Linked DNA regions of Mus musculus: all the other regions are linked to region 2. A link is a contact called in public Hi-C and capture Hi-C data. All regions are on one chromosome and are shown on one strand. Each heading gives the region's core, a stretch centred on a gene start, on an enhancer-like site or on the middle of the called end of the contact. The rest is flanking DNA. Distances are from core to core; before and after follow the strand shown.

What was found. Hi-C and Micro-C count contacts between places; a contact is called where the count stands out from the background. Capture Hi-C pulls out chosen DNA fragments and counts their contacts.
Region 1: a contact with region 2 is called in a Hi-C map of CD8 T cells, with 3 times the contacts expected there. The contact joins two enhancer-like sites. A contact is called at or near these places in 3 of 484 Hi-C or Micro-C datasets (CD4 T cells and CD8 T cells) and 1 of 115 datasets of contacts at active chromatin or transcription factors (memory CD8 T cells).
Region 3: a contact with region 2 is called in a capture Hi-C map of bone marrow-derived macrophages, with 4 times the contacts expected there. The contact joins two enhancer-like sites. A contact is called at or near these places in 1 of 115 datasets of contacts at active chromatin or transcription factors (pancreatic cancer cells) and 1 of 9 other capture datasets (bone marrow-derived macrophages).

Annotation. Positions count from the first base shown.
Region 1 is chr8:35,632,872-35,637,551 of GRCm38.p6, reverse strand. All of the region lies in intron 1 of Mfhas1 (malignant fibrous histiocytoma amplified sequence 1), which reads right to left. Among named protein-coding and RNA genes, the nearest start is that of Gm16793, 46 kb to the right of the region's middle. Within about 2 kb of position 3,426, at least 129 of the 459 cell types and tissues checked have an H3K27ac peak or open chromatin away from gene starts, as enhancers often do. A contact at or near this core is called in CD8 T cells, where this site is marked.
Region 2 is chr8:36,166,108-36,170,643 of GRCm38.p6, reverse strand. No RefSeq gene overlaps it. Among named protein-coding and RNA genes, the nearest start is that of Gm39164, 7.7 kb to the left of the region's middle. Within about 2 kb of position 1,718, at least 80 of the 459 cell types and tissues checked have an H3K27ac peak or open chromatin away from gene starts, as enhancers often do. A contact at or near this core is called in CD8 T cells and bone marrow-derived macrophages, where this site is marked.
Region 3 is chr8:35,553,190-35,557,655 of GRCm38.p6, reverse strand. No RefSeq gene overlaps it. Among named protein-coding and RNA genes, the nearest start is that of Gm39162, 20 kb to the right of the region's middle. Within about 2 kb of position 1,390, at least 22 of the 459 cell types and tissues checked have an H3K27ac peak or open chromatin away from gene starts, as enhancers often do. A contact at or near this core is called in bone marrow-derived macrophages, where this site is marked.

The DNA of each region.
Region 1 (4,680 bases), core at 2,177-4,676, 530 kb after region 2:
GCAAGATCAATGGGCCTCTCCACTGATGGCCGAATAGGCCATCTTCTATATGCAGCTAGAGACTCGAGCTCCAGGGATACTGTTAGTTCATAATGTTGTTCCACCTATAGGGTTGCAGATCCCTTCAGCTCCTTGGATACTTTCTCTAGCTCCTCCATTGGGGGCCCTGTGATCCATCCAATAGCTGACTGTGAGCATCCACTTCTGTGTTTGCTAGGCCCCAGCCTAGTCTCACAAGAGAGAGCTATATCAGGGTCCTTTCAGCAAAATCTTGCTAGTGTATGCAATGGTGTCAGTGTTTGGAGGCTGATTATGGGATGGATCCCCGGGAATGGCAGTCTCTAGATGGTCCATCCTTTCATCTCAGCTCCAAACTTTGTCTCTGTAACTCCTTCCATGGGTGTTTTGTTCCCAATTCTAAGAAGGGGCAAAGTGTCCACACTTTGGTCTTCGTTCTTTCTGAGTTTCATGTGTTTTGCAAATTGTATCTTATATCTTGGGTATTCTAAGTTTCTAGGCTAATATCCACTTATCAGTGAGTACATATCATGTGAGTTCTTTTGTGATTGGGTTACCTCACTCAGGATGATGCCCTCCAGGTCCATCCATTGGCCTAGGAATTTCATAAATTCATTCTTTTTAATAGCTGAGTAGTACTTCATTGTGTAAATGTACCACGTTTTCTATATCCATTCCTCTGCTGAGGGGCATCTGGGTTCTTTCCAGCTTCTAGCTATTATAAATAAGGCTGCTATGAACATAGTGGAGCATGTGTCCTTCTTACCGGTTAGGACATCTTCTGGATATATGCCCAGAAGAGGTATTGCAGGATCCTCTGGTAGTACTATGTCCAATTTTCTGAGGAACCACCAGACTGATTTCCAGAGTGGTTGTACAAGCTTGCAATCCCACCAACAATGGAGGAGTGTTCCTCTTTCCCCACATCCTCGCCAGCATCTGCTGTCACCTGCATTTTTGATCTTAGCCATTCTGACTGGTGTGAGGTGGAATCTCAGGGTTGTTTTGATTTGTATTTCCCTGATGATTAAGGATGGTGAACATTTTTTCAGGTGCTTCTCTGCCATTCGGTATTCCTCAGGTGAGAATTCTTTGTTTAGCTCTGAGCCCCATTTTTTAATGGGGTTATTTGATTTTCTGGTATACTACCCATTTTATGAAAACACTTTACACTGGCAATTTAATTTTAAGCATTTTTAACTATTAATAAAGTTCCTCTCCCATACTCCCTCAGGAGAGAACACACCAAGTAAGGCTTCGCGTAAAGAACTTAAAGGGCCCCTTAGCACTCTCAGAATGTTTGGGGCCCAATGATATCATGTAGAAGAACCACTGGATGATGCAGAGCTCACGAACCAACCATGTGTGGAGATGAAACTCCCCACGGCTTCCAGCAATTATTTAGAATAGCTAAGCTAGGCATATACACAATAGAAGTATTTACTTGGAATTTGAAATATGAGCTGTTGTACATATATTAACATATATTAACTAAATGCTATATCATTGTGCAGTTCTCTCTCTCTAAGATGGTATCTCATGTAACCAGTTGAGCATCAAACTCTCTATATAGTTGGAGATTATTTTGATCTTTATCTTACATTATATTAATATATTATCATATAGTATCAATTATATATCAATGACAATTTCAGTTATTCTTCTTGGCTTTGAAATCAAAAGTAAAAATCATCTTGTAACAAAAACTAACACAAAATTCCATACATTATCCATTTTCTCTCTTTCCTTCCTGACTACCAGTCATTTCCACAGGTTAGAAGCCTTCCTTGTTCCCTGGTGTAATAAAAATGCAAACTGAGCTAAAGAATGGGGCGTTTTAAGATACATACAGGGCATGTTTGAAGCTTAGGGCAGACTTTAAGCCAATTAAACATTGCTACTTAAGACACAGTGAGAGCTTGTCTCAAACAAATAAACAGGCAAACAAACAAGTTGCTATTTATAAAGACAAGTGCCAGCATAGTGTAGTGGGTAGCTCATGCCTGTAATCCCAACCCTGGGTAAGCTGATGCAGGAGGATGGCTGTAAGCTAAGAAGTCAGCCTGAGCTACATAGTATGTTCTAGATAAGCCTAAGCTACAGAATGAGGCCCTGCCCATTAATTCATTAACTAATTCATTAAAATCCAGGCAAATGCAGCTGTTTTGTTGCTGGCCTTCTCAGTCCTGGCAATCAAACCTAGAGCCTTGAGCACACCAGACCATCAGCCTACCACTGAATCATGTCTCCAGCCCTTGCGGAGAAAATGCTATTAAGAAATGAGAATAATATTGACAAACTACAACACTAAGATTTATGATACCTTGGGCTGGCAAGATAGATATACACATCTTCATTTGAAAAACAAACAGCTGAACCTGTGATTTTACATGCAAACTCAGATATTAAGAAGCTCTGTTGTACATGCCATTTTAAATGTCTTCTTTAACCCTGGATAACTAGATAGCAATTGGATGTTGGGCAATTACAAAGCAAACCTCCCTAATAAGGACCAGCAAGCTAAATATGCAACATCTCCTCACGTGTATGCGTTAGAAACACCGAAGTAGGCTAGCAATGCAGCTCAGATACACAGTGCAAGCTTAACATGTGTATCTGGGCTCCAGCCCCAGCCCACACCACACAGACAAGAGGGAAAAACAGCTCAGGGGTGGGCGCTGAACAATGATGCTTTTTCTCTTATGTAGTAAAGAACTCAGCCCAAACCACATGTGTCAGTTTCGTTGGCTTTGCTTGTTGTTGTTGTTGTTGTTGTTGTTGTTGGGTTTGTTTTTGTAACCTTTCTTTAATATGAACTGTGATCATATTTCTTCTGTGGTCAAAACAACCCTGAAGCAAGCACACTGAACTTTAGGAGCCCGTGTGAACTGGCAGCACCTTTTCAGATAGATCAGAAGACGTTTGTTCAGAAATGCTAATGCCAAGACCCTAAATGCCTTAGAGAACTCCTCTGGGTTGCAGAAACCTCAGAGAAAGCAGGTCTCACTTCGCAGCCCCTAATGAAACCTCACTTATTCCACTGCACCCGGGACTGCCTATGTGCTGAACAAAACAAAAGACAATCTCACCACACTTACCCGGTATAAACCACTCCTTATCCTGCTTCATATTTTTATGAAATATGCCATCCTATTTTGACAACTCCATATGAGGTTTTATGCATTTCTTTAAAAAAAAAAAGACGGATGTGTGTTCTGCACCACTACTAAAAATTAACCTCATCCCAGCCTCATCAAGATGTGAGGTTAAAAATAACTAGGGTTTGCCTCTAGAGCAAAAAAATGTGTGGCAGAGTGCAAAGATGCTCTGCCCCTGCAGTGACCTGACGTGAGCTACAGGACTGCCCAGTGTCAGTCTTCAAGGGGAGCCCCAAAAGGGGAAGTGCACCCCACCCTTGCTTCTGGAGTGGCTACAATCGAAGAATCTAATTTTAGATGCTATCGCTTCCTCTGCGAGCAGTGAATCATAGCTTCAAAGTGACTGGGAGGCAGACGTAAGTCTTACTAAATGTTCGCATGGCAGGCTGAGATACTTTCACCTGAAGCTGCTCAGAAACTCAGTCCTGGAACTGCAGCCGTGGTCCCGAGCTTCCCCTCCCCCGAATCCCACCCCTGTGCGCTCATGCACGCACACACCGACACACACCGACACACACTGACACACACCAACACACACCCTTCAGAACCTCCATCTGAAGGAGCTAGGTGAACACAGTAAAAGTTTGAGGGTTATTTTATGCAGGGTGTGTGTGTGTGCATGTGTGCTTGTGTGTGTCTGTGCATATATGTGTATATGTGTGTGTGTGTGTGTGTTTGTAGCATATATGGGTAGTACACACACACACAGTAGGGTACAGGCATGCATGACATCTGTGTGTACATGGAGAGGTCAGAGGAGGATGCCTAGTGTCCTGCTCTATCTCTCCATGACTCATTCCTCTGTGATGAGGTCTCTCACGGACTGTGAAGCCAGGCTAGCAGCTATCAAGCTCCACCCTCCACAAGCTGGAGGTCACAGGTACACCCTGTGCAACTACACCCGGCTGGTTTTAATTATTGTCTTTGACACGACATGAACTCAGGTCCTCCCGTGTGTGCAGCAAGCGCTCTTATGCACTGAATTATCTCCTTAGCTCCTCTTCCTCCTGGCACAGTGAAGCTTGAGAGGCACTCACCACGCTTGGTAACCCCTTAACCCATCCCTAAACAATCCCAGGACAGTGGCTGACAGCCTTTCCCACCCAGTGCTCCGGGGCATGAAGATGCCTTGCGCATCATCTCTCCATTTCTTCCCTTGTACTTCTTACTGAAAAATTACCAGGTTTGACTAACGGCGGGGGGGGGGGGGGGGAACAACAACCAACCAACCCCAGAAAGCAGGTGTCTGATGTGCACCAAAGAATAAGAGAAGAAAGCAAGAGAGAGAGAGGCTCTGTTCCAAAGAGAGAACTACACACAGTGTGGGTGCCCCAAGGGTGGAAAGTGAGAACAAGACAGAGGCAGGGGAGGGGCAAGGCCAAGGCTCACTCACCCACCTCTCCTTTGTGCTGCCCCCCCCCCCCACAACATCAGCTCTATCATGCCTACGTTCCCCATCTTAAATGAGATACAGGAATATCTACTAAATTTAACGGTCACACTA
Region 2 (4,536 bases), core at 469-2,968:
CACTGTGGGGGACAGTTAAGAACACTGTCTATGCACAACCCCCAAAGGAAGCTGATGTGGGGTACACATCGACTAAAGAGATGAACACTTTTATCATTTCATCTGCTATTCAGAGTCTCACTCTTTAAGGTGACTCAAATGTCACTCCAATAATAGATTAAGGTCATGCCAAAAACAAACCAAATCAATCAAACAAACACCAAGCTTAGTATTGAAAATCTAGACCTAAATGCCACGGAGCGTCCTCCATATTGTTCAGCCTTAAATTCTATCCACAGAAACACTCTGGGAGTATGCGAACAATATAGAAAGATTCACGGGCAATTAGCAAAAAGAAAAAAACAGGGAAAATGAAAATGATCATGACCTCCATGGGACACTTGGGTCTGTAATAACCAATTCTCCTTCCAGGCTGATAGCTCTTTCTTCCAAGGAGAATAAATGCACATGAGCACATCTTTCTGCTGAGTCACAGACCTTTCCTAAAGACCCAGTCAAAGTGAAAGTCCCTCCAATCCTTCCACCTGGCCACTGGCTCGTCCTTCTCTTTGGATGTAATCACTTGGGTTTTGTCCTTTGTTTCCATAGATTCTTTGGAGTTTGTCCTTATATCTGTTTGTGACTATGATGTTTTTCTCTTTCTCCCTGCCCTCCTGCTCAAATATCACTCTGCTAAATATTCCTGAGTCCCAGGTCTCACCATTGCTCCGCAACACCGTGGCAGCTTCTGTACGGATCCATAGATCCCGTGGCTCTTGTAGGGCACCCTGCCTTTCCCGGATGCCAGGTATGGGGCTGGGCAGTGTGAGGTTGCTGGGCATCTGCCCCATGCCTCTGCCACCCTGTGGGTTAACACTGTCTCCTATAGCCTGGCAGCAAATGCTGAGACACTGAACTTTGTAGGTTGGTGAAGGGTTCCTGACCTAGACGGCAGCCTTTCTTTGAGTAGGTTCCGCTAACTTCTTTAGAGCACGTATGCAAATGTTTTGAGAAACCACCATTTTTGTCTTTGTTTGCTCTACTTGGACAACATTCCAGTAAGACTGAGGCTCTAGTCCATGGTCTGGACCATGGGATATATCTGAGAGGAGCAGACATACCCACCCTTTTCTCAGCTCCCGGAATCTTTAGGCTTGTAAGACTGCAGTCTGGCCCTTCCTATTATTAGAACCACTTTGGTCTATGTTGTGTGCCCTCCTTTCTTAGAGGCCCTTGAGTCTTCATGGAGACTGACTTCTAAGCTATGTGTCCGTGCCAAAGATATAGTTGAGGTCTGAGCTGGCATGGCATGGGATAACACACATGTACTCGTGCTTGGTGAGGGACAAGAAACAGGTTGCCTGAGAAGAGAGGAAGGGGACTGACCCCAAACTTCACACTGAATCTATCCCTTGTACATTTACATAATACGATACTTGATACTTCTCTCTCTCTCTCTCTCTCTCTCTCTCTCTCTCTCTCTCTCTCTCTCTCTCTCTCTCTCTGGCCTGGGGATTGAACCTGGGGTCTCACAGATGCTGAGCAAGTACTGGGCTTGAGTTCCCTCCCCAAGTCCCTCAGAACATTCATTCCTGCCCACTGATTATTTCTCCTCCTCTGCCTCACAGCTCTCAGCCAGAGAGTTAAATAAATTAATCAATGTCTTGGGCTTTTAAAAGGGCTCATGCAGGCACTGCTATTTGCCTGCAGCTATTATTATAGTAGTTTTCCCAGCCTCTTCTATGGCTTTTGTCATCTCCTGTGTCTCATGAGCTCACTCAGTGGTTTCCACGGGTGACCTAAGTTGTTTTTTTTTCTTTCTCATTTTTATTTTTGCCTTCTTACTTCCTGCATGAAGATTTCCCTTTGAAACATCCTTCCTGCCTTTGTGTAGCACGTTACCACTCTGTTACCACAGGCTGGCCTCAAACTCTCAAACCCCCTTCCTCTGCCTCCTCAGCGACGGAATTAGACATTGTTAGTTACACGGGGCTTGTATGTTACCCTTGGTAGGACTCCTGTCACGGTTGAATTCTCTGTTCCTTGTTAGATGTATGCAGTTTTTTTTTTCTTTTCTGCACCAGGCCAAAACATAAGATGAATACAGTGTTGATGGGGAGGGTCTCAGATCCTGGTGGCAGGCATGCAGCAGTGAATGTTCCAGAAGGAGGGACGTTTTCTGCTCTCCCCTCAGCCGCCTAATTCAGAGACTGCAGGAGTTTTTCATGATGACAATTGGGGATCAGAAGTCCAGTCATGCATCTGCCTCCTTTGTCCTGCACATGCATGGTTATTATTGTTTGTCCAAAATGCCTGAGACATGAGGGACTGGGAGTTAGACAGTAAATAGGCAGACAGTAAGTACAAGGGCCTTGACTAGGGAAGAAAGATGGCAAACTTCCATGATGACTGGCTTTTTCCTCCCAACTTAAGCAAACACTCGGTGGCCAAAAACAAAGGCCTGGCCTGTCTGTGTCCCCCACCTCCCTTCCCAGTAGGGCCCCCAGATGATGGACATGCTCTGACTAGTTCAAGATCAGATCAGAAGCTGTTAACACTAAAGCTGTGGGTCTATCAGCCACCCTGTCCTTGTTGAAACTGATCAACCCTAAATTAGGGAGGAAGGCCCCTCAGTTCCCTTAAACCTTCAATCTTTCATGAAGGTGGATTTTCAGATTCCTGAGTCCCCAGTCAGCTTTGTAGAACATCCTTTTGGTTTTATGGGTGTGGAGTCTCTCTCTCTCTCTCTCTCTCTCTCTCTCTCTCTCTCTCTCTCTCTCTCTCTCTCTGTGTGTGTGTGTGTGTGTGTGTGTCTGTGCTTCTTTACAACTAATGAAAGCTTTTCTTCATCAGCTGATTCTGGTCTCTGGGTTTGAGATTTTCCCTGCCAATGTCATGCTTAATATTTCCCCTGCCTTTTAATTCTTTAACCGTCAGAGAAAACAAAACCAAGCCAAGACCTCTAGATGGTAACAGAACTGTTTCAGATGGGGAATCTTTTTAAATTTAGGAATATTTGCATACTGTATCAGTCAGAGTTATCTAAAGGAACAGAACTTATGGAATGAACACACATATATGTATATATGTATCAAGTATACACACACACACACACAGACACACACACACACACACACACACACACACACACACAATTTATTAGAGTAGTTTACAGGCTGTGGCCCAACAATGCTGTCTACCAGAGGAAAGTCCAAGAATCGAGCAGTTGTTCTGTCCACAATGCTGGGTGCCTTAGCTGGTTTTCAGTCTAGGCTGGAATCCAGAGAAGTGAGCGCTAACTCCAGTGAAGGAACAGACTTGCCAGTAAGAGCTAGGGCAAGCAGGCAAAGAACAAACAAAAGTGTTCTTTTTCCATATCCTTTATAAAAGCTGCCACCAGAAGGTGTGACCTGGATTAAAGGTTTATCTTCCCATTTTAAAAGATCAAAATTAACCATGAGTCTTCCCATTTCAAATGATTTGATTAAGAAAAAAAAATCCCTCCCAGGTGTACCCAGCTACTTGGGTTTTGGTTAGTCCCAGAAGTGGTCAAATTGAGAAACAAGAAGAGCCATCACACATGCACATCATGAGCTATCTTAGGTATGGAGCTTGCGTCCTACAGAATTCATTTGTGCTGCATATGCATCTTACGCACACAGCCAGAAGGTAATACTATGCAGTACGTTGCACATCAACTCTGACTCTCGCCTGGGATCAGCCATGGAATTTTCCAGTTGCACCATCATTGCTGGCGCTCTAGAAGGATCAGGCTCCGGATCGTTTCAGACCACAGGGCTTTACATGAACTGCTTTCAACCTGTGCAACTTGCAGTGAGTTCTGACACAGTCAGCTGCTACTGCTGTTGCTCACCAAGATGCAACACAATTCATGAATCCTGGACTTGTTTAAGCAGCCCTTTATCTGTCAAGACTTAGTTTGAAGTGATGCCTGGCTACCCTATGAGAATCCTCTCCCATCCCGTATCCTGACAAGAGATTTGTGCTAGGGACCCTATTCTGTTTGCCTCTTGCAACTAGCAGTGACTATACTACAGGTCTTCTTAATGGCTCTCTAGAGGGACCTTGCACATGCATGAAGGATTTAGCACAAGGTAACTACTCAGTGGTCCCATACATGATGGAGGGAAAGAAGAGAAAGGATGAGTGAGCAGCGTTGACAGGAGAGGAGATGGCTGAGATGGGAAGGATGTGGTAATGGACTCCTGTTAAAGCATACATAGTTAGCAACTGTGAGGTAGAACCCAGGGTCTCCTCTCCCACAGATGAGGGACTTAACTGAGTTTTACCCTGCCTGCCCAGCTGGTCCAGCACAAGTTCTGTACCCAACCTCCACTGCTTTTCATCTACCCCTTCTTAATTATGCACATAGATTCTCCCTAGTAAAGGAGAGATGTTGGGAACAGACCCAGCCACAAAACACATCAAGTGTGTACAGAGCATGAAAGACCAGCCAAACCAGCTGACTACCCGATCTGCCACATGATATCTTGAGGTAATGTCCTTTATGCTCAAACCTATCGCAGTGGTGGCTTC
Region 3 (4,466 bases), core at 141-2,640, 610 kb after region 2:
AGGTAGACCAGATGTCAAAATCACTTGTTTGGCCATCCCTAGTAATCCTCTTCTCTACAGAGAAGTGTAGATCCTAATATGACTCCTGTAAAGTTACACAAAACAATGTGAACTCATAGAGAAACCCAAGATTATGATACTTAATAAGAAGTTGAAGGACATAGATGCTATGATTAAGCTAACTAATCTTGGAAGTAGTCAGGGTTTGCAGGAGTTCTGCAAGAAGCATATGTACATGTATGCATACAGCTAGACATTTGTTTTAATGCAGCGACTATTTGCAACTTACAGCATTTCTAATCTTGATTACTTTGCCTATGGTTTTAAGTCACTGTGGTCAATGCGCTGAATATTTCATGAGTGACATGAGACACAGTAAATGGAGATAGGTGCTTTAATTGCACAGAGCTATTGTGAAAACAAGTTAGATAATGTAATATAAAAACAATCTCCAGGCTCTATAGTATGTAATTATGAAGCATACCATTTACTTGCTTGCTTCTTGAATTTCTCCTTATGTATCTTTTGTAGTGACCATGTATTACTCTAATGGAATTGAGACCAGCTTAATCATTGCCAAATTGTTCCTCATTCTTGTTTTCTGCTATCTCAATATAGCTATTTATAAACATCTCTGCATGACTAGCATTTTTTTTCCTTTTGAAATGCTTCCTCTGGATGAATTCCTGGATGTACAAATAAATGGGTCTAACTAGAGTTGTGACATTCTTGTTTAAATGATGAATGCCTTCTTAACATATCCAAACAACCAGTTAATTATGATATACCACAATTCGGACTAATTAAGAAACTAATTTTAATCATAGTAGTGTTAGCCAGTCAGCATATATAAAACCAAATTAAGATAATTTTCAACGACAGGAAGCATATACAATAGAAGAACCCTGGCCACAGATTAAGATTGGATTTACCAGTTCAACATTGCTACTGACCAAGTGCATGACTAGACCAAATCCAATTTACTTAACTCACTCTTGCCTTAGTTTCATCTCCTACAAAAGTGGAGTCCACAGTCTTTTCTAAATCAAATTCTGACTCCATGGGGAACAAAGGCTCGTCTCTTCCAGGTAAATCATCGGAGGGTAAATGACTGATAACACTTACATATGATGAGTAACCTTCTTAGAGCAAAGAGCATCTCAGGGCAAAGAGTGTCCAAGTCCTGTCATTATGTTGTGCTATCATAACACAGCTGTGTATGATGCAGGCAAGGAGTTGGTGACCTTTGGGTGGAAGAAGAGAGGGCTCCACTCTTTACACATCAACAGTTTAAAAAAAAAAGGTTGGTAATCCCACAGTGTTCCTTTAGTGTGGGCGAACAGGAACCAGGCCACCCTGACCTCGTGGTCCAGGGAGACTGCCAGGAAGCCGGAGGAGCCTCTGAATGCTGAGACAGCACTCTTGGCAGCTCTGAGAGGAAGCAGAGAGGGCAGTATAATGAGTTAGTGCTCAGAAAGAGATGAGGATACTACGGCAGGAACTGTTGAATTAACCCCTGACTGTCATTATCAAGCACTTTCAGAAATGGCCATATAATTATTTCAGTTGGAGCAAACAAACCGAACAACAAATAAGCAATGATCCCCCACCCCATCCACGCCCATACACACACTAACATTGTATCCAAGCTTCATTCACTTCAGAGACACTAATACTTAAAAAATAAATAAATAAACTATAGCGCAAGGTTGTAACTCAGTGGTAGAGGTCTTGCCCAGCAAATAGAAAGCCTGGTATTCCATCCCCAGCTCTGCAAAATGTAACTATATGAATCAATTATGATGTTTATACCTCTTAATTACTATTCCTCAGATTCAATTCTGGAGTTTTATATTTCTTCTCTAATGCTCTGGTATGGATGCTGAATCTAAGACCCCAGACTAGAGGTCATATACAAAGACAGTGAATGATGAACTGTCATCAAACCCAGAGTCCCTGGATTATCCTGACCATCCACTGCCTCCTCTTCCTCCAGCCCTCAGAGCTCCAGTTCTGAACTGATGATGCCTGGCTGGCTATGTGGCCTCTGATCACCCCATCTCTGAAACCTAATGCCTTCCTCTCTTTACCTCTGTCTCTCTTCCTAGCACTTTGCTCCATGGAAAACCACTGAGCTTTTGGCCTGTACTCAGAACTTAGTCTAGTAAATACTTACAAATGTCACCTTTGAAGTTTTAGCTAAAACATCTTCTCTGGGCCATTTTAGCACCAGACCGTTATAAACCCATAAGAGCTGTGTGCTTTGAAGCCCAACATTTTATATTGATTTTTATACTTTAAGCATCCAGCCAGAATTTAGTAAATAAGTGTTTTAACACACATTGAATATGTGTGTGTGTGCTAATAATCATATCACCAACTACTCTCTAATACAAGTATGTGAGGAAGACAAATAATAAAAGAATATACAAAACAGTTGTAGGGTTATATTCAACCATGTTTGTACTTATATTTGCTTGATAGAAGTGCATATAGTGCAATAGTTCCCAAGCTATGTAACGCTGCAACCCTTTAATACACTTCCTCATTTTGTGATGACCACCCACCATAAAATTATTTTGTTGCTACTTCGTAACTGTTGTTTTTATGAATCACAATACAAATACCTGTTTTCTGAAGGTCTTTTGGAGGTTAGGACCCAAGGATGAAGTCTAGAAACAAATCAAAAAGAGACCAGATGGTTTCAGACCCCTTTCCTTTCCAAGGATCTAAAAGATTCTAAAGAAAAGCCCATCAATAATCCCACTCCTGACACAACCCATGAATTTTTCTTATGCTTTCTTCTCAAGATGTTTTTTTTTTAATTTCATTGATTTGTTTTATATGAGGGACCGGGTGCTTACAAGTATAGAATACAGAGGACAGCTTGTGAGACTCATTTCTCTCCTTCCACTGTATGAGACCTGGAAACTGAACTCAGATGTTCAGGCTTGGAGAGAAGAGCCCTTAATTATCAAGCCATCTCCCTGGTCATCTCCTATACTTCTAGCAACCATGAACTCATTTAAATGAACAAATTGTTCTTAAATGTATTTTATTCCTTCTTAGAAAGTCTAGGACTGATTTACTCCTTAGCACACGTTATTCTAAGTGTGAATCCCTCTGCAGAATGACTTGCCTGGAACAGTGGGCACTGAAGAATCGTGCTTTGAATGAAGGAGTCCTTCCAGGAATCACTGACACAGTTGAAATGCTAATCTGGGCTCTTGGACATCAGTCCACTGTTGGCCCTGGTTCCTAGCCCATGGGAACATCGTCTCCATGGTGAGGAGATCCTGGACAGCTTTGTGAGACAAAGCAAGTTTCAAATGCTGGCTCTGTTCTATGTCTTTCAGGTTGTTGCCCAATTCAGCTAAGTTTCTGTTTTGTTTTGTTTTGTTTTGTTTTGTTTTGTTTTGTTTTGTTTTTCACCCATAAAAGAGCAAGAATAATAGTAATATTCAAGATGTGAGAGCTAAAGTCTAATATGCCATTGGGCTACTCTGAACTCAGAGACTTGGCATACATAAGTGTAGATTTGCTGTGGATTACTGTTTTGACCTGAGTGTGGTGAGGGATGGTTTGGTCAAACACAGGGTGCTTGGGAAATATAAGTCCAGATGTGTCAGCTGCAGAATCCCGAGCTACCGAGGCATATAGTACCACAGCTGCTCCAAGATAAGCATGAACCCACAGCCTGCCAATATGAACCCTGCCTCATTGGATTCTTGAGTCTACTCCCTCTTACAGTAGAGGATCTTTCCTATTCCCAGTGAGCTGAGCTGGGAAGCACTGGCGTGCTCTACAGAGCCACAAAGCATACAAAAACTTTGAACTCTGGGCAAGAAGTGAAATGTCAGAAGCAGTAGTACACCTCTGTAAATGATCAATCTACCCATCTCACCTTTGGAATTGAAGCTCATAGAAAACTTTACTCTGGGAGAATTTAGGGTACCAACCCTACCTGTGCCAAGCCTCACCATGTTAGATTAGGATTCTGTAAATGGTGCAGTAGAATGATCTTAAAGCAAGCTTCTAGGACATCCTGGTTTCCAATGTAGTCTCTGGATGATAGTATTAGCATCACTTGGCAATTTATAAGAAATGGAGAATCCTGGGCTGTGTCCTTACCTATTGAATCCATAGTTTAAAAGATGATAATAAAATGCATACAATGTAGAATTTACCATGATATTATTTTTTAGTATACAGATAAGTAGCTTCAAGTGCATTCACATCACTGTGTAACCCATTTCCAGGACCCCTTTTACCATATAGAAACAGAAAATTGATAACTGTTAGGCAAGTCTCCAACCCCCATCACTAGCCTCTGGCATACACCCAGAACTTGCATTTTTAACAAGATTCACAGCTGGTTCTTATGCCTATTATGTTGGAGAAGAAGGGACCAAAGTATAAAAATCAAAAATAATACAATCCAGAGTGTGGGTTAAAATGGTGGCCCA